Linked DNA regions of Mus musculus: regions 2 and 3 are each linked to region 1. The links are chromatin contacts, called in public Hi-C and HiChIP or PLAC-seq maps. All regions are on one chromosome and are shown on one strand. Each heading gives the region's core, a stretch centred on a gene start, on an enhancer-like site or on the middle of the called end of the contact. The rest is flanking DNA. Distances are from core to core; before and after follow the strand shown. Region 1 has its middle 110 kb from the start of Gm46401. Region 2 has its middle 11 kb from the start of Gm40660. Region 3 has its middle 90 kb from the start of Gm40659.

Region 1 (4,115 bases), core at 273-2,772:
CTTGGCTTTTGGTGCATTCCTGAGCCTATCTTATAAAAAGTACATGATTCTCCATATGTCTGCATTGTCCATCACATGATTATTCTAAATTATTTATGGGTATTTTGGGTTGTGCATGGGGTTTTAATTTTTTTAATGAGTCATAACAGTTTTGTCACAGGATTAGTCTAAGAGTGAATGGAACCCATGCTATTAATTTCCAAGGGTAATGACATATCCATGATTGATGAGAACATACAAAGAACACGTTGTAAGGTACGCCTGAGAGTTTCAGTCAAATTATTATCTAAGATTGTTTTTCCTTCCCTGTTTAAGTCTCTTTGCTTCATGGGGAGTATCAAGTAGAGACATTTCCAGAGATGGGGAAAGGCTTCAGCTGGAAATGTGCCTGTCACATCACACAGATATGAGGGCATTCGTACAGATACCCCAGCACCCATATGAAAGATTGGGCATGGTGCCATGTTTCAGTAATGACGGTGTTAGAGTGCAGCAGACACAGGACAATTGCTGGAGCTAGCTGACCACTCAGTCCAGCTGAGGCAGTGAGATTCAGGGTCAGTTAGAGACCTCAAGGCAAAGAACACTCGGGGAATATATCTACTGCCAACCTTTGGCTCTACACTTAATGCTCACACCCTTGCAAACACACACACACACACACACACACACACACACACACACACACACACAGTAGAAGTGGTGAGAGAGAGAAGAGAGCAGGAAAGGGGAGGGAGAAAATGTTTGTACTTAGAGTAGCTTCAGAGTTTGTGCCTTGCCTTATCCCAATGAGGATCAATGATGAGCCACATCAAAAATCCCTTTGTTCCTCTTCAATGGCAGGCTATTTGTATTAAATCCAAGCAAGAGCAATAGCACGCCCAGCACAACCCCTTTGCATAATCTTATATAGGATTAACAGGGTTAAACCTAGAACACCAGGGATGACTTTGCCCTTGAGACACACCTGTGAGTGAAACTGCCAAGCTGCCAGGGCAATCATTGTAAAACAGGGTTACACTTGAGCTATAGAGTTAACTGACAAGTTGGTGCAGAAGCAGTCGAAACTTCGCTCTTGCCAGGAAAGAGATCTGCAGAAACTATGAATAGAAGAGAAAAAAAAAAAAAGTTCAAGGTAAATGGAGCTGTTCGGCCTGAAGAAAGGCTGATTGTTTTTGCAAAAAAAAATTTCCCCACAGACTTGGCAGCAATTAACAGAGAAGTGATAACCAAGGTAAGAGAATGGAGATTTCAGATGAATATGTAAAAGACTAAAGTCATGTTTAATGCAAAGAAGTAAGCAAACAGTAGAAATAATTAAAAGCTGTTAAGGCATATGTCTGTTGGCTGACACATATGTTATTAGACTACAAGACTATATGGCCAGTTGCTTCTAAGAATTTGTCTTTGCCACAAACCATTCCAATGAGTAATAATGTACAATAACATTTGGTATCCATGAGGCACTGTCCATCCAGTCCGTCAGAGTTTCCATCCTCGGTGTTGCTCTTCAGCAGCCGGCTAGGTTATGACATCAACTGTGGAAGCAATTCGCCTCTGCCTTTTCCAAAGCAGCTGCCTTTGGTTACCTGTTTCAGCCAGCTATTAATTGTCTGCAGATGGAGGTTGTGACACAGGGGTGGCCCCTTTCTGCCAGTCATCGAGCTCAACATCTGGATCGCACCCCACCAACTCTTCTTTAATATTGGCCATTAAGGGATAAAGAGAGAAATGGCTGCTGGCTTTGTTTATTTATTTTAATCTCCGATTCAGTTCCTTCCACTTCTCTCCTTCCTCCTTCCTCATTCTCTTTCTCTTCCTCTTTCTGTTTCCTACTTACTCTGCTGATCCTCTTCCTCCTTCTTTTCTCCTTTCCACCCTTTCCTCCTTTGTCCCCTCCTCCTCTTCTTTCTCATTCTCTCTTTCTTTTCTTTTCCCTCCGATATTTTTCCCTCCTGTCTTCCTTCTCCCTAGACAATCACAGGCTGTGTTATCAGATTAACTTCCAACTACCTGGAATGCCAAAGTAGAAAATAGAAAACCTCAGAGTAACAGCCAACCATAAAGTAAGGTCTGGTTGATCACTGCAAGATTGGTATGAGTGTCTGTTACAGTCCTGCAGTTCTCTGGACTCCTGACATGTGGTTTCCATAAGGTCAAGGAGATTCCATGAGCCTCTGTCATCACTCCTATTCCACCATTTGGGAGGAGGGAGGGCAAGGAGAGGGTGTCTCTTCCATTTAAGGAAGTTTTTTGGAAGCTGTAATTTTACTCCTACCCACCCAGTAGGTGGGACTTAGTCATCTGTGTAAACCTGGCTATAGGGAACTGGTGAATGTGCTCTTTATCGGGGTAGCTATGCAGCTTCTTACAAACCAGAGGCTTCCTTACTGCGAAGCAGAAAGACAAATATTGCAGAACTTCTGGTTACACCTACAATGTGGCCTTCAAAGGTCCCAAAATAAATATAGTATGGATGTTTGTTAACTTAGACAATTGACTAGCTCGAACTTACAATAATTCCTATTGTAAAGTGGTCCCTGAGTTCCCACCAGAAAGGACAGACAAACACCAATTTTAGATAATTTATTCATGATATGCTGTAATCCTTCACAAATGCACTTTGTTTCAAGAAGCTCTTGATGTACTTTGTTAGTACTAAGAAGTTATATGAATTTAATCACTAATTTACATTTTCAAAGTACCTGTCCCATAAGATCATTTAATTCAATATATTATTTTATAATATATTTTATGAAATAATTATTGATTTCTAATAGTTATCAATAGCACCATTGTTCACAGATATGCTGATATCAACCAGTTCTGCAATTGTCAATTGTTTCCTAAGGTCACTCAACAACCACTATAAAGGTTGCAATAAACTAAAATGAGGCTTTGCATGGTTCAAGTAATGAGCTGATAAATTTTACCTCCCCACCTGAACTGAGAGTTTACAGAGACTAGAAAATGAGTTTGTTACATAGAAGTCAAGTGCCATAACTACTCTGAAAAATCCAACAGGACGGGAGTGGTGTCACTGTGTTCCATGATACAGTGAAGATGGCCACCTTGAGAGACTATGGAGTAGAACATAGTGATGCATCAGATAGTAGCTCTTGTAGTTATCTGTGAAGAACATGAGCCCAGAAGAAGTTGAAACCTCTACTATCATATTAGATTTAAGTGTGTGTGTGTGTGTGTGTGTGTGTGTGTGTGTAGAACTACAGTTCTTTGGGCTATGTATCATGCTCTCTTGAGAAAATTTGTTTCTAAGAACAATAGAGAATCTCAAGAACAGGAACCAGGAATGCCATTTTTTCAAAGGATCCAGGAAGACTCTGAGACTTGACATCACTCCTTGGATGAAAATTTGGGAAAAGTTGGACAAAACATTTGAAAATATCCCCTCACTATTTTGAGGATGTATTCCAAATCAACTTATTCACAGACCTTCATCAACACTGGGTAGAAGACTGGAGAAAATGTCATTATAAGAATTATGACCAAATGGTTTTTGCACTCTCTTTTACAGCTTTACCCTATTTTCTTTATAACTCGTATGTTGAAATGTATGTCTCTAGCTTAAAGTTTCCTAATATATCTACACCTCTCTCTTCTCTTGTGCCCACTTCAATAAGCAAGCTCCTAGATCCAGCATACCATGCTGCCTCCTGCCACTTTTACAAATGTACAGTTGATCCCCTGAATCAGGATTTAAGACTAAAATTTGGCAGGGAACTCAGCAGCCCATTTATTAAGTGCACAGGTTATCAAGGGTATCAGTTACTTTATATATCAAAATCTGAAAAGGTACTCCCACTGACACCCACCCATGCCTTACTAACTTTAATCATATATCGTGTTCAAAGATGAGAATCCTAGCCTAGATGAATGGGAAATTTATGTAAGGTGATCTTACTCTATTTCTGAAATTAGAATTTACTTACAGTACTGTCTAGCAAGCTGTGCGTTGACATATTTACTGTCAATGGGTTTCAGAATTCGCCACTTCATCTTATCTGGATATGAAGGATCCATTTAGATGATTTGCATCTGAAGGATCTCAATGCCAGGGAAGGGGTGAAGCTGAGTGTCGAATGAAATAAAAAGGA
Region 2 (3,892 bases), core at 1,375-3,874, 580 kb before region 1:
GACCAGCTAGCCAAAGGAAGAAACTAGAAAAGAAAAATATTAGGAAAAAATTTAAAAGCTGGAGGAATTATGAGTGTCTAAGTTTTAGTTAACAAAGAGACAAGAAAAGGGAGATAATTCTGACAAAGAAACCATCAAAGGACTACTTCAATCACATTTTCTAGTGCCAAAGGATTTCTATACAAAAAAAAAAAAAAAAAAAGACCCAATGAGAGCTCACAGCAAGCGATGGAAATAGAATTACAGCAAATAATTCTACGGAGAAGTTTCAGCATAGTGTGTACAAAGAGAGGGTCTAACAGATTAAAACCAGATCGTATTTAGTAGATCAAAGGCCAGAATGACTTTGGACTTCTTAATAGCAACTATGAAAGCTTTGAAACAGCAGGACATCCCTTCATAACTCTAACATAATGATGATTGATTGCCACGAGACGTCCTATATCCAACTACTATTTGTAAAAGCTAAAATACCCGCAAAAGTTCATTTTCTGACATTGTGTCTTTAGGGGTTACTTTAAGAATTGAATTTACCCTTACAGAGGTTGAGTTAAAGAAGATGTATCTATGGAAAGGTGAAATCCTAATCTAATACAGTAGAGTGTAGGGATTCACTCCTGTGATGGTGGAGGGAGATCGAACAGTGAGCAGTGGCTATATAGGCAATGAATGCAGTGTAGTGGTGTCTATTAACCCCAAGAGAGATCTACTTCAGTGGCATATAGTGTACTCAGAGTAGAATTATGAGATCCTTGGAGAAGGTTTGGGGATGAAGCAGAAAGAGAGACCTTGGAAAATATAGGCCAAAGATCCTCACCCCTCAGAGTAAAAATAACAAAAATAATCCAAAAAAAAACACACAATTGTTAACTACAAGAAGAAAATGAAGAGGAGATAGGGAGTTGGGGAGAAACTTTTTAGACATTTCAAGGAACTTGTATGTGAACTAGAAATGAGAAAAAGGGTGGACAGGACAACAGAGGCTATGAGTCAAAAGAGAGTTTGATGTTTGTTCAGCATTTACAAGCTGCTGAGATATGATCTCTGTCTGGAAGAATCCATGGTTAGTTGAGAATGTCAGTTTGAAAGACCACACCCAGGGGAAAAACAAAAGACATGAGACACAGGGGCACAAGAGAAAATGGACTTGCTAGTGAACGAAGTCTCATTTCTGTTTAATAAGCAAGCAAGATTGAATACAGGGGCAGGTATACATGAAATGGAAGCTTTTCTGGAGCAAGGAAATGGAATATTTGCTTCTAAAATCATTGAAGAGGAACTTGAAATACATTGCTGTTTTTCTTTAAAGTGTTTTTCACTTCCTCAAAAAATTAAGAATTATAATAGAATCTGTTTTAGAACATAGAAAGAGGGCTTAGAGAAGTTATGCCATATTCTTGAAATCACAGGAGAAATAGCAGAGCTAGAAATCAAGATCATGATCTACAGGTTTGCAATGCCCTTGACAGTGAGTACTATATTCAATAGCTTTCACATAGTACTGAGAGGTAAATCTCAAGTAGACCATCAGCATCCAAACCCTGGAGATGAAGTGACTCAACTATGTACAAGATAAACTAACAAGAACATTAGATGTCACATCTGGAGGAAGGTTTTCTCTTACATTCTCTCTGCTGTTCTAATCAGAACAAGGACACAGGAAATAAGTGTTATTTTTATCCCAGTGAGAAATATGAGGATCCTAAGCCCCTCTGAAAATATAGTTTGCTTTCACCAAGGTTCATTCTGTCTTTATAAGTTGCAACTTCACCCTAATTCTCAGATTACAATCTGTGGTCAGGACACAGTGAAACTTAGATCCTAACACATGAGATGTTCTACCCAGTATATCCAGTGTAGCAGGCTATATGTTGTGGAAAACAGCATCCTGAATCTTCATATATCAGACTCATTTCACTAATGAGATGTCTGGAAAAATTATAAGTGATACAATTTCTGGGGAAGAAACAGAAAGCTTTGGGAAAGCCCAGGCTCTTTTCCTAGAAGGCCACTCATGTTAGGGTTTCCTCGCTTCCCGTGAAAGGAGATCTCAGAATTGGCTTGTGTTCTGAGCCACAGTGCAAGAGATGATGCCACGGTGGAGACTCAAAGAATTTTAAGAAGTCATGGACCAATAGAAAGTACCTTCAAGCCTTTGGAGTAAGATAAGAGTAGAATATATTTCTAAAAATTCAATTTCTAGTTAATATTTAAATTGGAATAGAAACATATTTTAGCAATAATAATCACAACAAAGCAAAATAAAATAGGAGTCCTATAGGATAATGCAGAAATACAGAGAGAAGTGGGCATTGTTCAGATGTCCTTCTCTAGGCACAGAAGGATGGCATAAAAGGAACGCCTCCATTTTGGTTTGGCTTTACTTCACTTTTCCTCTTTCCCCCAGATGCAATAGTGCTTTCAGTACCGATTCCCACAGTCTTGGGAATTAAAGAAGGCACTCATTGAAATTGTTATTCAGAGACTAATTGTAAATAAAGCTTTTATTTCCATCTCAATGCATGTCAGGACCTGTTGAGCTTAGACTTGGACTTAGTCATTAACACACTCAACTCTGCAACTGACTGAGTCAACACCACACCCTAGCACTCTTCCAGTTTCTGGAATGAAAAGAAGAAGTAAAAGGTTTCCCTGAATAACTTTCCTTGAGTAAAGCCTTTCCTTTAGTAAAAGTCCGGTCACACTTGTAAAAGCTCTGCCTCACCCGCTAAGACACTAAAATGTGATGTGCCAGCCAGACCCAAGTCACCCCTTGCCAAGGACCTTTGACTGAATTACAGCCATGGGACATTTGTCACTTTGCTGAGATCTTGCTACACACAAGACAGATTCTTATCATTTTTTCTTCTGAGTATGCCCAGTAAAACTTGAAATTTCTCTCTGTGAATATTCAGAAATGATATGTATTTAGGAGCCTGCAAAACAAGTTACAAAGCACGTTATGAAGCAAGCTAGACCAGTCTGGTTTAGTGGCTTGCCCAAGTCAAGGAACATAAAATAGCTTAAAATCAAGCTGTGAAAAATACCACAGAACAAGCACTGGAATTAAAAACAAATTTGTTTATGAGATAGCTATGTTTTGCTGCCTAGTGAGTGCTTACAACATTCTTTAGGCGAGACTCTGCTAGCCCTGCAATGAGTTATCAAGGAATCAATCCTCTGTTTCTTTTACTAGACTTTTTTCTTCCAGAGCTGATAGACATACCTGTGTGCAAGCCCACGAAAAATGCTGGTAACGATCCCCAATGTTCACGTTTCCATGTTGAGAACCTGACCACTTAGGAATATATTTGAAAAATGACAAAAGTCCCAAAGGACCACATCAGATGTGCCTCAGAACAAATGCCTGTTCCACAGCTACCAGTAGTCAATCTATTTAATAATCATCTAATCATCAAATTAACAGCAGCTTCTACTTGTTGAACCCTCAACATAATTTAGCATTACCTGTACTCTATTGTTTTTTTTGTTTTTTTTTTTAATTTTTTTTAATTAGGTATTTAGCTCATTTACATTTCCAATGCTATACCAAAAGTCCCCCATATCCACCCACCCCCACTCCCCTGCCCACCCACTCCCCCTTTTTGGCCCTGGTGTTCCCCTGTACTGGGGCATATAAAGTTTGCAAGTCCAATGGGCCTCTCTTTCCAGTGATGGCCGACTAGGCCATCTTTTGATATATATGCAGCTAGAGTCAAGAGCTCCGGGGTACTGGTTAGTTCATAATGTTGTTCCACCTATAGGGTTGCAGATCCCTTTAGCTCCTTGGCTACTTTCTCTAGCTCCTCCATTGGGAGCCCTATGATCCATCCATTTGCTGACTGTGAGCATCCACTTCTGTGTTTGCTAGGCCCCGGCATAGTCTCACAAG
Region 3 (3,682 bases), core at 370-2,869, 680 kb before region 1:
TTTCTGTTTGTTTTTTTTTTTAATAGCTATGATACAGTGGGATATGGTAATGAAACTGTTGAACTTTCAGGAGGCTAGATAAGGTATTGTCTTTTCTTGCTAAGCTGTAGTCTTAATTTCCCTTATTTAAAATGATAAAGGTAGTGTTTACATCACATGTGAACAAAAATATCTAATGCATACAGACATCTATTGTTTGGATTTTGTGTCCATCACAAGAGTTAAGAGCAACAAATAAAGAGTTGTCATGCCTGACCAAACTCTGAAGGCTTTGGAACTTCACTCACTGGATATTTCCAGGGATGGGAATCAGTTGACAAAGACTTGTGGTCACTTCCTATGAATGATGTCTTTTCCAGGAAGTGGTATACCCATTACCGTCTATAGTATTATGTGTTAATCATTTCGTGTCTCTCTCAGGTATTCAAATCATCAGCCTGAACAGTGATGGCTAGATGGCTGTGATTGCTCTCCAAAACTCCTGTCCCATTTCCCCAGTCATCACTAATATACAGAGACAGAGACAGAGAGAGAGAGACAGAGAGAGAGAGACAGACAGAGACAGAGAGACAGAGAGACAGAGAGGCAGAGAGACAGAGAGAGGCAGAGAGACAGAGACAGACAGAGACAGAGACAGAGACAGGCACAGGCACAGGCACAGGCACAGGCAGGCACAGGCACAGGCACAGGCACAGGCACAGGCAGGCACAGGCACAGGCACAGGCACAGGCACAGGCACAGGCACAGGCACAGGCACAGACACAGACACAGACACAGACACAGACACAGACACAGACACAGAGACACAGACACAGACACAGACACAGACACAGGCACAGGCACAGACACACACTCAGACACAGACTCGGGAACAGACAGAGAGACAGAGTAGGGATTCAAGCTTTTAACTTGAGACAAGATTTCTTTTTTCCTCACAAACAACCAACTCTTTTTTTATATATCTCATTTCCCCCTTTTTTATTAGCTATTTTCTTTATTTACAATTCAAATGCTATCCCAAAAGTTCCCTATACCCTCCCCCTGTCCTGCTCCCCTACCCACCCACTCTCACATTTAACAACCAATTCTTACCATCATATAATATAGCAAAAAAAAATCTTTCAAGAAATAGTCATGTTCCAGGTGAGCCAATGTTCTTCACAGGTCTGAAAGAACACATCCTGATGGGAAATGACTGTGTGTTGTGTTCTTTTGAAAGGCTTATTGACAAAAACAGATGGTGCAGGTGTCTGCCTGCAGTTGTAATTGTAGTGACCTTCCTGTAACTAAAACAAACACCCAAACACCATCTCATCTCATCTCCTGGCTGCCATTAAAAGTCTTACTTTTTTTGTCCTGGAAACAAACATTTTTAAAATTTTAATAGAAAAGAAGGAATCAAGAACATATAAAAGAAGGAAACACGCACTCAGGTAGAGAGAGAGAGACAGAGAGAGGGAGAGAAAGGGAGAGAGAGACAGACAGCCATCAAATAAATAAACAGCACAAAGGCTCCTGTGGTTGTCAGGCTCAGATACTGAAGATCAGACTTAAGCAACACATGTCTGGCTGCTGAGACAGAGGGACTGGAATAAATCCAGCAAGGACACATCTGGGAGTGCCAGTGTGTGAATGCAGTTTAGCTGGCCTCCCACACAACAGGAATTCCACCAGAAGTATGTGCTCTGGGTGGAAGAGAGCAAAAATGTGTTCAGAATATCACTAAGGAGACCCAGATGCATTATCTCGGCCAGAGTGCAGAAGACAGTGCAGAGAGTGAATGGTTCCCAGACTAAAGCAGACAGTGTGCTTTATTGACATTGGTGGAGCTGGGCATCGGAAAGAAGGGACGAGAAATACTCAGTATACTGAGAAGGATGAGACGCTTGAAAGCATCAGGACATATTTCCGGAGCTTTCAAAACCAATAATGTCTGTGGCATTTTGCAGGCAAAGAATGATCAAATTAAAGGCATTTTAATCTTCCTGCTCCAGGTTTTGGCTGTCATAAGTTCACCTTTAAAATATCAAGGCAGTTGCTCCTCCTGAGTTTGCTTCTCTATAACAGGTTGTTTTTATAACCAACATACAATTTTCAGAATGAGTTTTGGTGCAAGAAATATATTTGATCTTACAGTTACAAAAGTGTTTTTGGCTTCCAGACTCACTTTGAAAGAAGACACATGTGTGGGCTATCATGTGTGTTTATTTGCAGAGCTTTGATCTTTTAAAATGTGTCTTCAGTAGCTTAGTTCTGCTTAAATACTCCTAAATTTTACCATTATAAATAAATAAATATACATACATTTATATTTGTGTTTTATCATTTTTTAATTCACAGTTTAAATAAAAATATATCTTTCCATTAATACAGAAAAATAGTTGTAGATATGAACATACATTTCAAATAGTCATCCTCCCACAAATTACATGTCTAGTCAAAGGGGACTTAACAAATCCAGCAAAACGCTTTTCTGAACTGTGTCAATTCTGTTTACCTGAGACATTTTAGTAGTTCATTCTCTCAGTTGGATGCATATTAACATGTATAAGCTAGCTGTGACATCATATATCAATTTAAATTTTTATAGTGTATAGCTTTATTTTTTATTAGATATTTTCTTTGTTTACATTTCAAATTTTATCCCCCTTTCTAGTTATCCCCTCAAAAAAAATCCCCATACCCTCCCCCTCCCCCTGCTCCCCAACCCATCCACTCCCACTTCCTGGCCCAGGTATTCCCCTATACTGGGGCATAGAACCTTCACAGGACCAAGGGCCTTTCCTCCCTTTGATGACCAACTAGGCCATCCTCTGCTACATATGCAGCTAGAGACACGAGTCCCACCATGTGATTTCTTTGGTGGTTTAGTCCCAGGGAGCTCTGGGGTTAGTGGTTAGTTCATATTGTTGTTCCACCTATGGGGTTGCAAATCCCTTCAGCTCCTTGGGTACTTTCTCTAGCTCCTTCATTGGGGACCCTGTGCGCCGTCCAATAGCTGACTGTGAGCGTTCACTTCTTTATTTGCCAGGCACTGGCATAGACTTACACGAGACAGCTATATCAGGCTCCTGTCAGCAAAAACTTGTTGGCATATGCAATAGTGTCTGGGTTTGGTGGTTGTTTATGGGATGGATCCCCAACTGGGACAGTCTCTAGATGGCCATTCCTTCCGTTTCTGCTCTGAACTTTGTCTCTGTAACTCCTTCCATGGGTATTTTATTCCCCCTTTTAAGAAGGACTGAAGTATCCATACTTTGGTTTTCCTTCTTCTTGAGTTTCATGTGTTTTGCAAATTGTATCTTGGATAGTCTGCATTTCTAGGCTAATATTCACTTATCAGTGAGTGCATATCATGTGTGTTCTTCTGTGATTGGGTTACCTCACTCAGGATTATATCCTCCAGATCCATCCATTTTATATAAATTCATTGTTTTTAATAGCTGCGTGGTACTCCATTGTATAAATGTACCACATTTTCTGTATCCATTCCTCTGTTGAAGGACATCTAGGTTCTTTCCAGCTTCTGGCTATTATAAATAAGGCTGCTATGAACAAAGTGGAGCATGTGTTCTTATTACATGTTGGAGCATCTTCTGAGTATATGCCCAGGAGAGGAATTGATGGATCTTCTGATAGTACTAGTCCAATTTTCTGAGAATCTGCCAAGCTTATTTCCAAA

Evidence for each region. Hi-C and Micro-C count contacts between places; a contact is called where the count stands out from the background. HiChIP or PLAC-seq counts read pairs in DNA pulled down with a chosen protein or histone mark.
Region 2: a Hi-C map of epidermal suprabasal cells shows a contact between it and region 1, with 4 times the contacts expected there. The contact joins two enhancer-like sites. A contact is called at or near these places in 2 of 484 Hi-C or Micro-C datasets (epidermal suprabasal cells and uterus).
Region 3: an H3K27ac HiChIP or PLAC-seq map of embryonic fibroblasts shows a contact between it and region 1, with 3 times the contacts expected there. The contact joins two enhancer-like sites. A contact is called at or near these places in 1 of 484 Hi-C or Micro-C datasets (nephron progenitors) and 1 of 115 datasets of contacts at active chromatin or transcription factors (embryonic fibroblasts).

Annotation. Positions count from the first base shown.
Region 1 is chr13:6,028,104-6,032,218 of GRCm38.p6, forward strand. No RefSeq gene overlaps it. Among named protein-coding and RNA genes, the nearest start is that of Gm46401, 110 kb to the left of the region's middle. Within about 2 kb of position 1,523, at least 67 of the 459 cell types and tissues checked have an H3K27ac peak or open chromatin away from gene starts, as enhancers often do. A contact at or near this core is called in embryonic fibroblasts and epidermal suprabasal cells, where this site is marked.
Region 2 is chr13:5,442,422-5,446,313 of GRCm38.p6, forward strand. No RefSeq gene overlaps it. Among named protein-coding and RNA genes, the nearest start is that of Gm40660, 11 kb to the right of the region's middle. Within about 2 kb of position 2,625, at least 40 of the 459 cell types and tissues checked have an H3K27ac peak or open chromatin away from gene starts, as enhancers often do. A contact at or near this core is called in epidermal suprabasal cells, where this site is marked.
Region 3 is chr13:5,346,487-5,350,168 of GRCm38.p6, forward strand. No RefSeq gene overlaps it. Among named protein-coding and RNA genes, the nearest start is that of Gm40659, 90 kb to the left of the region's middle. Within about 2 kb of position 1,620, at least 80 of the 459 cell types and tissues checked have an H3K27ac peak or open chromatin away from gene starts, as enhancers often do. A contact at or near this core is called in embryonic fibroblasts, where this site is marked.